2 separate regions of the Mus musculus genome follow, and region 1 is linked to region 2. Evidence: chromatin contacts called from public HiChIP or PLAC-seq data. All regions are on one chromosome and are shown on one strand. Each heading gives the region's core, a stretch centred on a gene start, on an enhancer-like site or on the middle of the called end of the contact. The rest is flanking DNA. Distances are from core to core; before and after follow the strand shown. Region 1 holds the start of Hmces (5-hydroxymethylcytosine (hmC) binding, ES cell specific). Region 2 holds the start of Mxd1 (MAX dimerization protein 1).

Region 1 (6,207 bases), core at 72-2,571, 1.2 Mb after region 2:
TGGAGCGTGTGCATAGCCCCTCGGGACTGTCAGTGCCAAGCTTAGGGTGGGGTTAAAGGCTAGCCGAATGACAACAGCTAGCAGGTCTGGTAAGCCACTCATCTACAGGCATCTGTAGATGGATGGGTGTCCAAAGGTCCTTAGAGGGTGTCATGATCTGCTCTGGGTCTATGAGTGGGAAAAACAGTATCTGCATTCCTTTTGGGCTGGAGTAAGAAATCCTAGGGGATGCTTCAGGGCTTGGGCTTTAAACTCAAATCAGGTGGTTTAAACTGTTGGAAACACTTGAAGAACTGGACCTCCTGTGAGGCTACTCAGATGGCTCAGCAGGTAAAGGTACCTATCAGGACGGACTACCCACTTGGTAGAAGGAGAGGACCATTTTGCAATAGTTGCCGCCTAACCTCATGCACACCTGTATACTGTATGCACATGCACATGTACACATTAGAACAGAGGCCTGCACCTTTAAGCCGAATCCCATAACATGAAGACATCAGGCTACACTTGAGCATCGTTAAGCTGTTTTAGCTATGGCCTATTTCATGACTGGTCCTGGCTCCACCATGTACTTGGTCAGGCATGCAGTGGTGAACTAAGTAACGTGGTGTGAAACTTCCTAACAGGTTATAAAGAGATTTCTCATTTGGGGGGTTTTCTCAAGTAGGTGACCTGAAGGCTGCTCCCTAAAGACATCCCTCTGTCCCCCACCTTCCATCCCTCTCCTGGGGACTGAGCAGTTGCTCTTGCCTGGCCTCTCTGCCTCATTCCATCCCTTTATGAAGGCCTCTCCAGGCTTTAAAGGAAAGCCTGACCTTCAAGGCCACATCCTGCTTAGCCCTTCCTGACTGTATTCTTCCTGCCTAATACCCTCCCCTTCTACTCCCAGGCCTGGTCATAGCCTGGAAGCCATTCCATTCAAATAAACTTCATTAAAGAAATTGGTGTCAGCCTCCTTTTGTGAAGATTACAGCTTACTCTAGTTTTATTTAAAGGCTTGCACACACCCCACACACAAATGTTAAAAAGGAAACCAGGTGGGGCTTCCTGACCCTTAGGGGTTTGTGGGAATAGCTAGAGAGTCTCAATTCGGATGGCCTTACACATTGAGGGTGGGCAGCACAGGTTTTCTGGCTTCAGATTCCGGCCTGGGAAGGGGGACCCTGAGGCCTCCTGGGGTGCCTGTCTCAGGTCAGTGCATTTTGTCTTGCTTCACCTAGCCACACCCCCACCTGTGGGGAGGGAACCCCGACGGCGCGACGTCACGTCGGGGGCGGGGCGGGGTTACCGAGGAGCGGGACGGGCGTCTCTTAGGCGGACGCTAGCTGCGAGGAAGGGTGGACTAGACCCTCGGGCGGTGAGAGGACGCGGGCGCGTGGGGAGGGCCTCGTTGAGGGGATGAGGACGGACGGGCGGGCGGGAGGAGGGCCGCGCTGAGGAGAAGCTAGCGGGCGGAAGAGAGGACCCGGCGGAGGGGACGCCGGCGGGCGGGCAGGCGAGGACCGCCCACGTTCCGAGCTGGAGCCTTGGCGCCGACAAGGCCCCGCCCGGGACCTGAGCGTGTCCCCGCGGGGCGGTAGTGCGGTGGCCGCGGCCCGCGAGTGTCGCTGGCGTCAAAGCCGAGCGCTCTCACCTTTCCCTGCTGCGTCCGTGGGAAACAACCTGGGAGGAGCGGCTTTCTTTCTCGCCCGCCACCCGAGGGCCTGCTTGGGGACTGTGGGCCCCGCAGTGGCCGGGACTGGCTGACCTAACGGAGCCTCCGCGGAAGATGTGGCTTCGCGGGGAGATTGGCGTGACCTAGGGAGGAGAACCTTAGGGTTTTGTGACTTTCTCTAGGTCTGAGCGGCAGCGCTGAAGTATGTGCGGGCGAACGTCCTGTCACTTGCCCAGAGAGGTTCTCACCAGGGCCTGCGCCTATCAGGATCGGCAGGGCCGGCGGCGGCTCCCGCAGTGGAGGGACCCCGACAAGTACTGCCCCTCCTACAACAAGAGCCCGCAGTCCAGCAGCCCCGTGCTGCTCTCCAGACTGCACTTTGAGAAGGTAAGGAGTGTGTCAGCACCATCGGAGCTTCTGGGCCAGCATCGCCGTGGCCATCTGACTCGTGACCCATGTGCCGCCATCTGCCCAGCCTCCGGAATGACCCGAAAAGCAGCCTTTACAGATACATTAAGGCCCTAATCCCTCTGGGTCTCTGCAAGAAATAAGTCAGCATTCTTCAGGGTCAGTTAAACTGTTTGAATGTATGCCCAAATTATGTGAACCTCATATCTGAATACATTTAAGAATTCTTTTGAGACAGAGTCTTAACTATGAATGTAGCCCTGGCGGTCCTGGAACTCCCTATAGAGGCCCAGCTGACCTCAGATTTTCAGCAAATCTGCCTGTCTCCAGAATCCTGTATTACAGGTGTGTACACTCTGACACGCTTGACTCTCTCTCTCTCTCTCTCTCTTTTTTTTTTTAAGATCGCATTTTTCAAGTATTACTGATTTATCAGCGTCATCTGTCCTTATATTAAAAACAAAAAAGCAAAAACCCAAGTGTGGTGTCACACACCTTTCATCCCAGCACTTAGGAGGCCGGAGGAAGGCAGATCTCTGAGTTGGAGGCTAGTCAAGGCTGCATAGTAAAACTGTGTCTCAAAAAACTGATTTGTGGAGCTTACAGAGCTTGCAGCCTGGCTCAGTGGGTGAGAACACTTGCTGCCTGTTAGGAGAGAACCAGCTCTTGCAAGCTGCCTTCTGATTCCACTCCCAGTCTGTGGCATTCACGCAAGAGAGTAGACACATACACACGAATAGATGTAAAGAAAAAATCAGTGTGTCTGGGGCTAGTGATATTACTCGGAGATACAGAACATATGTCATATACTCATAGCCTTGGGGTCAGTCTTAGCACACATAAAATATTTTTGATTTTTTTAAAATTTAACAATTTATTTATGTGTATTAATGTTTTACCTGCTGTATGTATGGATGTGCATCAGGCGTGTACCTAGTGCCCTTGGAAGTCAGAGCTTCAGATCCCCTGGAACTGAAGTTACCAAAGACTACCATGTGAGTGCTTGCAATTGAACCCAGGTCCTCTGCAAGTGCAGCAAGTAGCCTTAACTGCTGAACAGACCAGGGTCCCTAGTTCAGTGGATGGATCTTGGGGAGCAGAAATGGGAAGGTGGAGTCCCTAGCAAACATAGCCCCTCCTTTGGGTCATTTGAGTTTGCCCGTGTAATGTTTGACTGCACATCTATAATACGATTTGTTTAGATTGCTAGGGTTTCTTAATCTGGTAAATATTTGATACATTTTTTTTTTCAAATCTACAAATTCTAAAATAAAATTAGGAACATTTCAGCCGTTCAACTGCCAGCATATATGAATAGGTAGCAATATTTGTATCTGAAACCACTGATTTGCAAAGTACTTCCTCTTTTTTTTCTTTCCATCTACCACAGTGCCACCAGCTGTTCTAACTCCAGAGTCAGACCTGTAGAGGAAAAGATGACTAATACTGAGCAATACTTTCAGTATCTCGGGTTCTCGGCCACTTTGTATGCATTGCCCTCGTGTTTGGGGTTGCTCTGTGCAGTGATGAAAACACTCAGAGGTGACCAGTAGAACTGTCAACCAAAACGTCACTGACATTTAAAAGTATTTTATATTTTTTTTATGTGCATAGATGTTTTGCTGAATGAATGTCTGTGTACCACATGTACACATGTACAGTGCCTGTGGAGGCCAGAAGAAGGCACCTTTGAGCCCGCCCCCCCCACACACACACACAATCTTACCTGCCCATAGCTTCTCAGGGAGGGCTAGGGCTTCATGAGCTCTCTCCTAACCACGGTGGAAGGCTGAGTGTTGATGGCCCATTCTTGAGTAGGTCCTGTGCAAGTATTCAATGCTGCTTTTGGGTCCTTGGGGACAGCAGCTGTGCCATTTCTGGAAGACAGTTTCACAGTACATCTAGTCATTCCACCTTTTTTGTTGTGTTTTGTTTTGTGTTTCCAGACAGGGCTTCTCTGTGTGTCCCTGGCTGTCCTAGAACTCTCCTTGTAGATCAGACTGTCTTTGAAGGCAAGGATTTACCTGTCTCTCAAATTGCTGGGATTAAAGGTGTGTAGCACTATGCCCAGCTTAGTCCTTCCACTTGTATATCATTTTATTTAATTGATGACAATTTCATACATGAATCTGTGTATTGTGATCCCTCTAACTCACCCATTACTTCTCAGCCCTCTCTTCTTCACCCTTCTACTTTCTTCCCCTTTCCTTTTCTGACAGGTTACCTTCTTTTTATTCTCTCTTCCACAACACTTTCTGTTCCTTACAGGGATGATATAGGTGTCCACTTAGAGCTGAACACTTAAGTCATTCTCCCCAGTACTTTGCTCAGCTGTGAGTCTCTGCAGTAATCATCACCCTCTACAGTCAGGAGTTTCTCTGACCAGTGCGGAGAACAGCACTGAACTCTGGGTATGTGTGTAAATATTTAGCTTGACACTGAATCCATTTATCAGAAAAGATGACTAATAGTATCATTCCTTGGGCCTATGACCTACTTCAGACAGTAAATCTGGTTAACTTGGAATTCACAACACACCTGTATCATCTCCCAAGTATTGGGATCACAAGTGTTTTCCACCCACCACTCTTGGTCGACATTTCCCCACCCCCACCCACCCCTTTCTCTCTCAGTTTTTGAGGCAGGCTGGCCTTGAATTCACAGAGATCCACCTGCCTCCTAGATGTTAGGATTAAAATTAAAAGCATGTACTACCATGCCCAGCTAGCTTTTCCCCTCTAAATAACCTTGTATTGTTTGTATATAGTAATTTATGGTTTTCCTGCCGTACCTGAGTCTGTTTAATTATATTTTTGTGTCTTGCTCAACCTTTCTTATTTTTAAATTTATGTGTGTGATCTGTTGGGTGTCTGCCAGTGGGAAGAGGTAGGTGTAGTTGTAGCTGCCAGACATAGGTTCTAAGAACGTAACTCAGGTCCTCTCCAAAAGCAGTAAGTATGCCTAACCACTGTACAGTCTAGACTTGCCTGGACTTTCTGTGTAGCCCAAAGTCACCTTAAAAGTAGCAGGAATTCTCCTGCCTCAGCCTTTTGAATGCTAGGATTATTACAAGTGTATACCACAAATCCAGGTGCTAAATCTTGATCTTTTTTCTATGGCAGGATGCAGACTCATCAGATCGGATAATTATTCCCATGCGATGGGGCTTAGTCCCATCTTGGTTCAAAGAAAGTGATCCTTCTAAGCTGCAGTTCAACACTACCAACTGTCGTAGTGATACCATAATGGAGAAGCAGTCATTCAAGGTAGGCAGCGTGTATAGGGAAAAGGCACTTCTTTCTAATACTACTAAGTATTTTGTATATCTGAGAAATATATTCCAAAGGATATTTTCAGTTTGCTGTTTTTGTTTTGTTTTCTCAAGACAGAGTTTCTCTGTGTAGCCCTAGCTGTCCTGGAACTTACTCTGTAGACCAGGCTGGCCTCAAACTCAGAGATCTGTCTGCCTCTACCTCCCAAGTGCTGGGATTACAGGTGTGTACCATCACCACCCAGTCAGGATATTCCTAGTTGTTAATGTTGGGTCCTGTTCTGTTTATTGCTATGTTTAGATTAGCAATTCTGAAACTTATTGGTTATGGTGGTTTGAATGACAATGGCTCCCATAGGCTCATAATACTTGGTCCCCAGTTGGTTAAACTGTGTGAGAAGGATTAGGAGGTGTGGCATTGTTGGAGGAGGTATGTCACTGGGGAGTGGGCTTTCAAAAGCCCATGATACTCCCAGTTTGCTCTCTTGCTTTCTCTGACTGGTGATTGTACCTCAAAATATAATAAGCTCTCAGCTACTATTCTAGCACCCTGCCTGCCTGTCTGCTGCCTTGCTCCCCACCATGATGGTCACTCTCTGGAACTGTAAGCCTCCAGTAACACCGTTTCTTCAAATTGTTTGGGCCATGATGTCTTATCACAGCAATTGAAAAGTAACTAAGACAGTTTTTAAAACAAAACAGTTGGCCTAATGTAGTAACACACACCTTTAATCCCAGCACTTGAAAGGCAGAGGCCAACAGATCTGTGAGTTCAAGGTCAACTTGGTCTACAGAGTGCATTCCAGACCAAGCAGAAATAGTCAATGAAACCTTCATCTCAAAATGGGGGTGGAGGTAGCAGAAAAAGTTTTCT
Region 2 (6,153 bases), core at 3,387-5,886:
ATAAAGGTGACTGGCAAGGCCCAGATGAAAGGCATGCTGGGTTGGAAATCAACCATTAGTGCTCATGGCTGCCCCTGAGGACCAGGCCTTGCCTTGGACTTCACAAACAGTTCTCTATAACCATGGAAGTCAACCTGATTCCTTCTACATCTGAAAGCAGCTTCTTCATGACGAGGCGTGGGTGAGGAAGCCCAGTTTTGGAAAAGGGCTCTAACTGGCTCTGGTTGGGAATTCTGTGACCCAGGAGGTAAAAAGCCTCAGGTCAGCCATGGCAAGTGCTCAGCTATGGATGGCAGCATTGGCACCACAGCTAAGTTCACTCAGCATAGATCAGGGAGAGTGTGTGCCTGGGTGGGGGCAGAGGGTTGTCATCAAACAGGGAATTTCTAGTCTAGCACTAACATTTCTCTTCTTGGGGTTGGTGAGGAGGCTCAGCAGATAAAGGAACTTGCTACAAAGCCTGATGACCTGAGTTTGATACCCAGGACCCACCCACCTGGAGGAAGAGAACCAACTCCTGAAAGTTGTCCTCTGATCTCCACAAGCAGGCATGGCACGTGTGCTCCTACACACATACAGACAGACAAATAAAACTGCAATCAAGACAACCTTTTCTTCTATGAGCACATGGGGAAATGGTGCTGGCTTTAAGGTCTGTCTCTAGCACCTCCAAACCAGTCTCTGATTGGTTCACTAGGCTCTTCGGCAGTCTTCTCCTTTACAGCCTTCATGTGAAGGTGGGGACCAATCAAACACATGGCTTTAAGCACGTGGTATTTTACCTTTAACTGGGAATTCTAAGTTCAAAGTCTGACAGGGCCTTTTTTTTTTTTTTTTTTTTTTTTTAAATGGATAAAGTGGTTAAGACTTCCCTGCTTAACTACAGAGGAACACAACCCGACACAGAAGGCTGAAGGAGAACAAGCACACAGGGCACTTCTATCAGCGCTTTCTGGATTCGTTGAAGAGCTACAGACAGACAAACTGATGCTTTTTATCTATATTTTAAAAATGCTGAATCCCCAAGACAAACTTTATCGACAAGTCCTGCAGGAAGCAGAACTCTTTCCAATTTTTAACTCAAGTTTTAGAAATGACAGGTTTTATTGATTACTGAAGAGTGTTGAACATGTGGTGCCTTTTAAAGGGGGCCGGCCACCTAACAGGTGTGAGTGACGCGTGCTCTCGAGGCTTGCTGAAACTGAGTTAGTCATTAATAAGAAGCAGCCACCCCCATGATGGGTGAGCACTGAGGTTTTAATTAAGGCACGGGAGAATACACAGCTACCTTCCCGTGTCAAACCATTTTCCGTGCAATCGCTGAGGACTCGATAACTCTAGATGGCCAATGAGGTCAATCTTACCCTAGAGCAGCAAACCCTAATAAAATGATAACTCAGTCAAATGCAGCACGTCAAAACGGCTGCTTATGTTAGGTCAGCGTCACAGGCACTCCTAATAAAATACTGCAGTGGCCAAGTCCCTGACTTCCTCTTTCACACCAGTGCCCGAGCCTGTTTTACTCACGCTAAGAAAAATACTTCTAAAAAACAGCACAGGCAGAGACATGTGTACACAGTTCCAACTACTTAAGGAGCTGAGGCAGGAAGGTCGTTGGAACCAGAGTTTGGGCTTAGCCATGGGCATTATGCAAGGCTTTTGCCTGTTTTTCTTTCTTTAGTGTGGAAATTGAATCCTGGGCCCTGCACGTGCTAGATAAGCACTCTACACTGGGGTACAGCTCTCAATTTCAATTCTAAATAACAACTAAGTGATCTTAAAAACCGAAAGAAAGATCCTATCTTTCTAATCCAGTCGTTATCTAGATGATTCCAAAGCAACTGACATTCACTACACTTTTCTTTCTTTCTCTTTCTCTTTCCAATCAGTTTTAAAACAAACTGCATTTCTGCTCCCCCAAAAAGTTTGGTATCATGGGTGAATCTTATTTTTTCTTGTTCAAAGCCAAGTATTCCCTCAGACTCCCCAAGCAAAGAACATAACGTTTTAGCCAGAATATGAGCATGTTACTTTCCCAAGAGTTCTGTGAACTAGGAGCATCTCCCCGCCTTCTCGATTCAGTTAAGATCTTGTGGCCCTGAGCAGAAGGCTGATTGTGACAGACATCCAGCTACTCTCTGATGGCGCTCTCCTCCTCAAGTGAGGGATGAGCCAACAGCCACGGAAGAGATCACACCTACATAAAACTACCTGCTCAGACTTTAATCCTGGACTGAGAGACCCTTACACTACTGACTGCATCACTGGTAGGAAAGTACATGAGCCGCTCTCACAGACCTGTCTCGAGGAATGGGAAGCAAGTCTCTTAGAGAAGGGTTTACAGCTTTTTCAAAACTCAGGAACTAGAGCCACTTTCAGGAGTGCTGTAAGCTAAACACAAGAGAAGGACTCCAGTGCTGGGCTTAGCAGTTTTAGCTCTCATGATCTCTTAATTATCTTCTGGGACCAAGTCACTTCAGCACTGCCTTTCTATTCCCCATTCCTCAGCACCACTAGCGACCTTCCCACAAAGCAGGAAAAACTAGTGTTGAGGTATTAGAGCCTAAGACTGGTAAGGCGGACAATTCCTCCCAACTCACGTGTGGTGATAATAACGGCAAAAGTGGGATACACTAGTACAGAGACAACAGACAGCACACCACGCCTTTGAAGTCCTTCTGTTACAAAGGCAGCAGAGCCTTTTCTGATGCTGCTGTCTGACTCACGTCAGTGTGCGCATGCTCCTTCAAGGCAGCGATGCCTGTGTACAGTGCTGCTGACTACCACCAGGCTATGCTAGATGAGAAGACAAGGAAAACCCACCAGGTAATTACCAGGTCAGGTCCACCCTTCCGGTGCTTTAGTCAGGAGCGTGGCCAAGTGTGCTGCTCAGTCTATGATCACAACACTAAGGACTAGGAACGGGGTGAACCAAGGACAAGGTGGGTGAATCTGAGGCGTGAGTGGGAACCTCCTGGGGTGTAGTGGTCTGTATTAAGCCACAGGGGCTACACATATAGTGCTTGTGGGAGTTACTCATGAGAAGGAGGGATGAGGATTCTAAATTGATGAAAATGTCATTTTAGTTGATAGGCAGAAAGACATAATTGAATAGCTCAAGATACACAGACTCCTACCAACTTGTTAGTGGTTTTGTTTTTGTTTTCTGAGACAGGGTCTCACTGTGTAGCCCTGGCTCACATGGAATTCCCTAGGTAGATCAAGCTGGCCTCCAAATCACAGAGATCCACCTGCCTGAGTGCTCCTGAGAGTTGGGATTAAAGATGTGCACCATCATGCCCAGCTACAACTAGTATTTTAAGAGCAAGGAGGGGGACATAGGGACAGTAACAAAGATGAAATGTTATTGTGGATCAGGGACTGTGAGTTCCCAGCCATTAACTAAACACTGGTGAAATTCACAGCTTTTGAGGGCTATGAGGTAATCTCTGAGGCTAACAGGAAAAGGCTGCAACTTGCTGACATCTTAGTGTAGCATGCATCTTCTCACAGAAGTGGGTTCTACCCTCAATCACTCTGCTCAGCCACCAGGAAGAGAGGTCACAATTGGGTTACCAGGCAAACTACTGCATTTAATGTACACATTAAATATAAATTTCTACCACCTGTGTCAGGCCAGATACTTCATTTATAAAATCTCTATTAACAAGCAAAATCAACTGATACCATGCCACATTTTGAATTAAAGGAAACTCTTGCTTGTAAAGCAGGCAAACACAGTAACCCTGCTGCCAGACCTGCCTGGAGCAGCCACAGAGCTTTGCTTTGTTCAGACGGTAAAAAGCAGAATTAATCTTGCTTTAAAAAGTCACACTGAAATGTTAGACATTCCTATTTTTCTCCTCTGTTTCCTCAACTTAAAAAGAAGGACTGCTTGGCACCATGAACACATTACTGAACCCTCAATGTATCTGTAGGGCTAGAATCCTGTAAGTCAACTAACAATCAGCCTTGGTCATTTTAGCTACAGAGAAGGGGAACATTGAACAGTTACCTGCTACTGGTGCTGTTCTTCTTGGGCTTGTTCCTCCGTTTGAAGGCATCTCTGTCCTTGCTGTATGGCAGCATGGAGGCATACCCATGTTCAGCTTCTAAAAAACCGAGGGGTCCCGTTAATAAGTGGGCCCAGAGCAACTGACACCCTGTCCCCGCGTCCGTCTGTCTGTCGGAGTCCGGGACACCGGGCGGGAGCAGGCAGGCGGAATTCTGAGAACAATGCCTGCTCTTTCCTGGCGTGGACGCCCTCGGTTCGGAGCAGGTGTGGAAGGTTCCAGCTGCTCGCCGCCCCCCGCGCTCGGCTTTGGGGCGCGGGCTCGGGGGTTGGCGCTCGCGGCCGGCCCGCGCCCCAACCACCCCAGCGGCCGCCCGCCCGGCCCGCAGCCCGCCGTGCACCTCTCTCCCGCCGCTCCAGGTAGTCGGCCGCCTCCAGCAGCAGCTGGATGTTCATCCCGACGGCTGTCGCCATCCTGCACCCGGCGGGCCGCCTCTCCGTGCCCGCGGGCCACCGGCCGGGAACACCGAGGAGCCGCCGCGCTGGCCAGCCAGGAGGGGCAGCGATGGGACAGCACGGAGACAGGAGCCCAGCCGCCACCGCCGAGTGTTTATCCCGACTCGCCGCCGCCCGCCCCCGGCCCCGTCCCTTGACAGGCCCGCGGCGGCGGCGTGCCTCATTGGGCCGCCCGCGGCCCGGCCCGCCCCCGGCCCTCCGCGATTGGGGAAGTGCCCGCGGCCCCGCCCCAGAAGCCCGCTTCCCCCGCCGGTTGGCCGGGCTTGACAAGGCCCGGGCTCCGCCCCCCACGCCCCATTGGCTGCAGGACTCGCAACTCCGCCTCGTGCTTCAGCCTGCCTCCCATTGGCTCTACGCCGATAGCCGGGCCCCCTTGGGCTCTCCGGGTATTGGGCAAGTACAGTATAGGGAATGCCGCTGCGCCCGCGCCTCATTGGCCTAATCCTCGGAAACCTCCCGGCTACGATGACGTCACCTCTCTGCCCAAGCAGCGGCCCACTCCCGTGCTGCTGATTGGCTACAAGGCAGGAGGGCAGGGCGGGTCCCCGCCCACTGGCCGCCGACCTGTTGCCCACTGTCTCCGGGGAGAACTTCAGGCCTAGCTGGGGACCTCAGCAGATGGTGGCACCTAGCTCCCACCCCAGGGGTTGGGGGAAAACAGCCGGCTCCCGTATACCACACTCGCACCGAGTGACCTGGTGCATAGAGTAAGGCTGAACCCGAGGCCATCCCTTCCATCCCAGAGGAAAACACTTCAGAGCAGGCCTCTCCCCAAGGCCACCAGCACCCACAGGAAAGCTCACTTTGTAAACACAGGTCCTTGAGCATCGCGACTTTTGAAATGAGAGCTTATTCGAGACTTACAGTGTAATGTCAACATATTCAATTTAAATGGCAGGAATAAAGCTAATGGGTAAGAAGTCTGAAAACTGAAATGAGCAGGGGAGTTTAAAATGAAACGTATGAGTGTTGTCAGTATACAGTTTTAGCTTTCTCTGTATGCATATGTCAGGTAATCCACCTAGAGGGTTCCCATCCCTCAGGACAACCTGTGAGGGTTGTCATCCTTAGTTACATTTGCACATGAAGAAAGAGGCTCAGAGACAAATAACGTTCCTGTTTCCCCTTGGCTTGGAGAAAGACCTGAACCCCTGTAATCTCATCCACAACTGCCCAGGCAATCCTCTGACTTATAGTTATACAAAAACAAGACGAAACAAAACAAAACGATCCCAACAACAATAACAACAACAAAATGGCAGGTATCCAGAACTGCAGACAGCCACAGAACTAAATTCAAACCGCCATTACACACAACAGATTTGGGTGCGATGGAGAGGCCATGTTCCTGGTATGTTCAAGGATCCAATCAAGGGCTCTATGCTGACACACACACTGAAGGCAGTTTTTCATGAGGACATGGAACTTGGAAATGAGAATGTGGAAAAGAACCACTTGGAATATTTTAAAATTGTATGCTGTTTGTTAAATAAGGTTAAAAATTAAAGTATCATATGCAACTATTAAAGTAACCAACTTAATATTCATAAAATGCTTTGTTTCAGCCATTTTAACATCTTGGGTTCCACACTTTCATATTTCCTCCCAAGTTTACTGTGAATATA

Evidence for each region. HiChIP or PLAC-seq counts read pairs in DNA pulled down with a chosen protein or histone mark.
Region 1: a FOXA1 HiChIP or PLAC-seq map of pancreatic cancer cells shows a contact between it and region 2. The contact joins the promoter of Hmces here to the promoter of Mxd1 in region 2. A contact is called at or near these places in 2 of 39 promoter capture datasets (embryonic stem cells and pre-B cells) and 1 of 115 datasets of contacts at active chromatin or transcription factors (pancreatic cancer cells).

The regions. Positions count from the first base shown.
Region 1 is chr6:87,912,655-87,918,861 of GRCm38.p6, forward strand. Hmces (5-hydroxymethylcytosine (hmC) binding, ES cell specific) reads left to right here and starts at 1,322. Exons shown (of 7, transcript NM_173737.2): 1 at 1,322-1,357; 2 at 1,837-2,041; 3 at 5,185-5,328. The coding sequence starts at 1,859. Copg1 (coatomer protein complex, subunit gamma 1) reads left to right here. Exons shown (of 24, transcript NM_017477.2): 24 at 1-941.
Region 2 is chr6:86,664,523-86,670,675 of GRCm38.p6, forward strand. Mxd1 (MAX dimerization protein 1) reads right to left here and starts at 4,637. Exons shown (of 6, transcript NM_010751.3): 1 at 4,414-4,637; 2 at 4,016-4,112. The coding sequence starts at 4,486.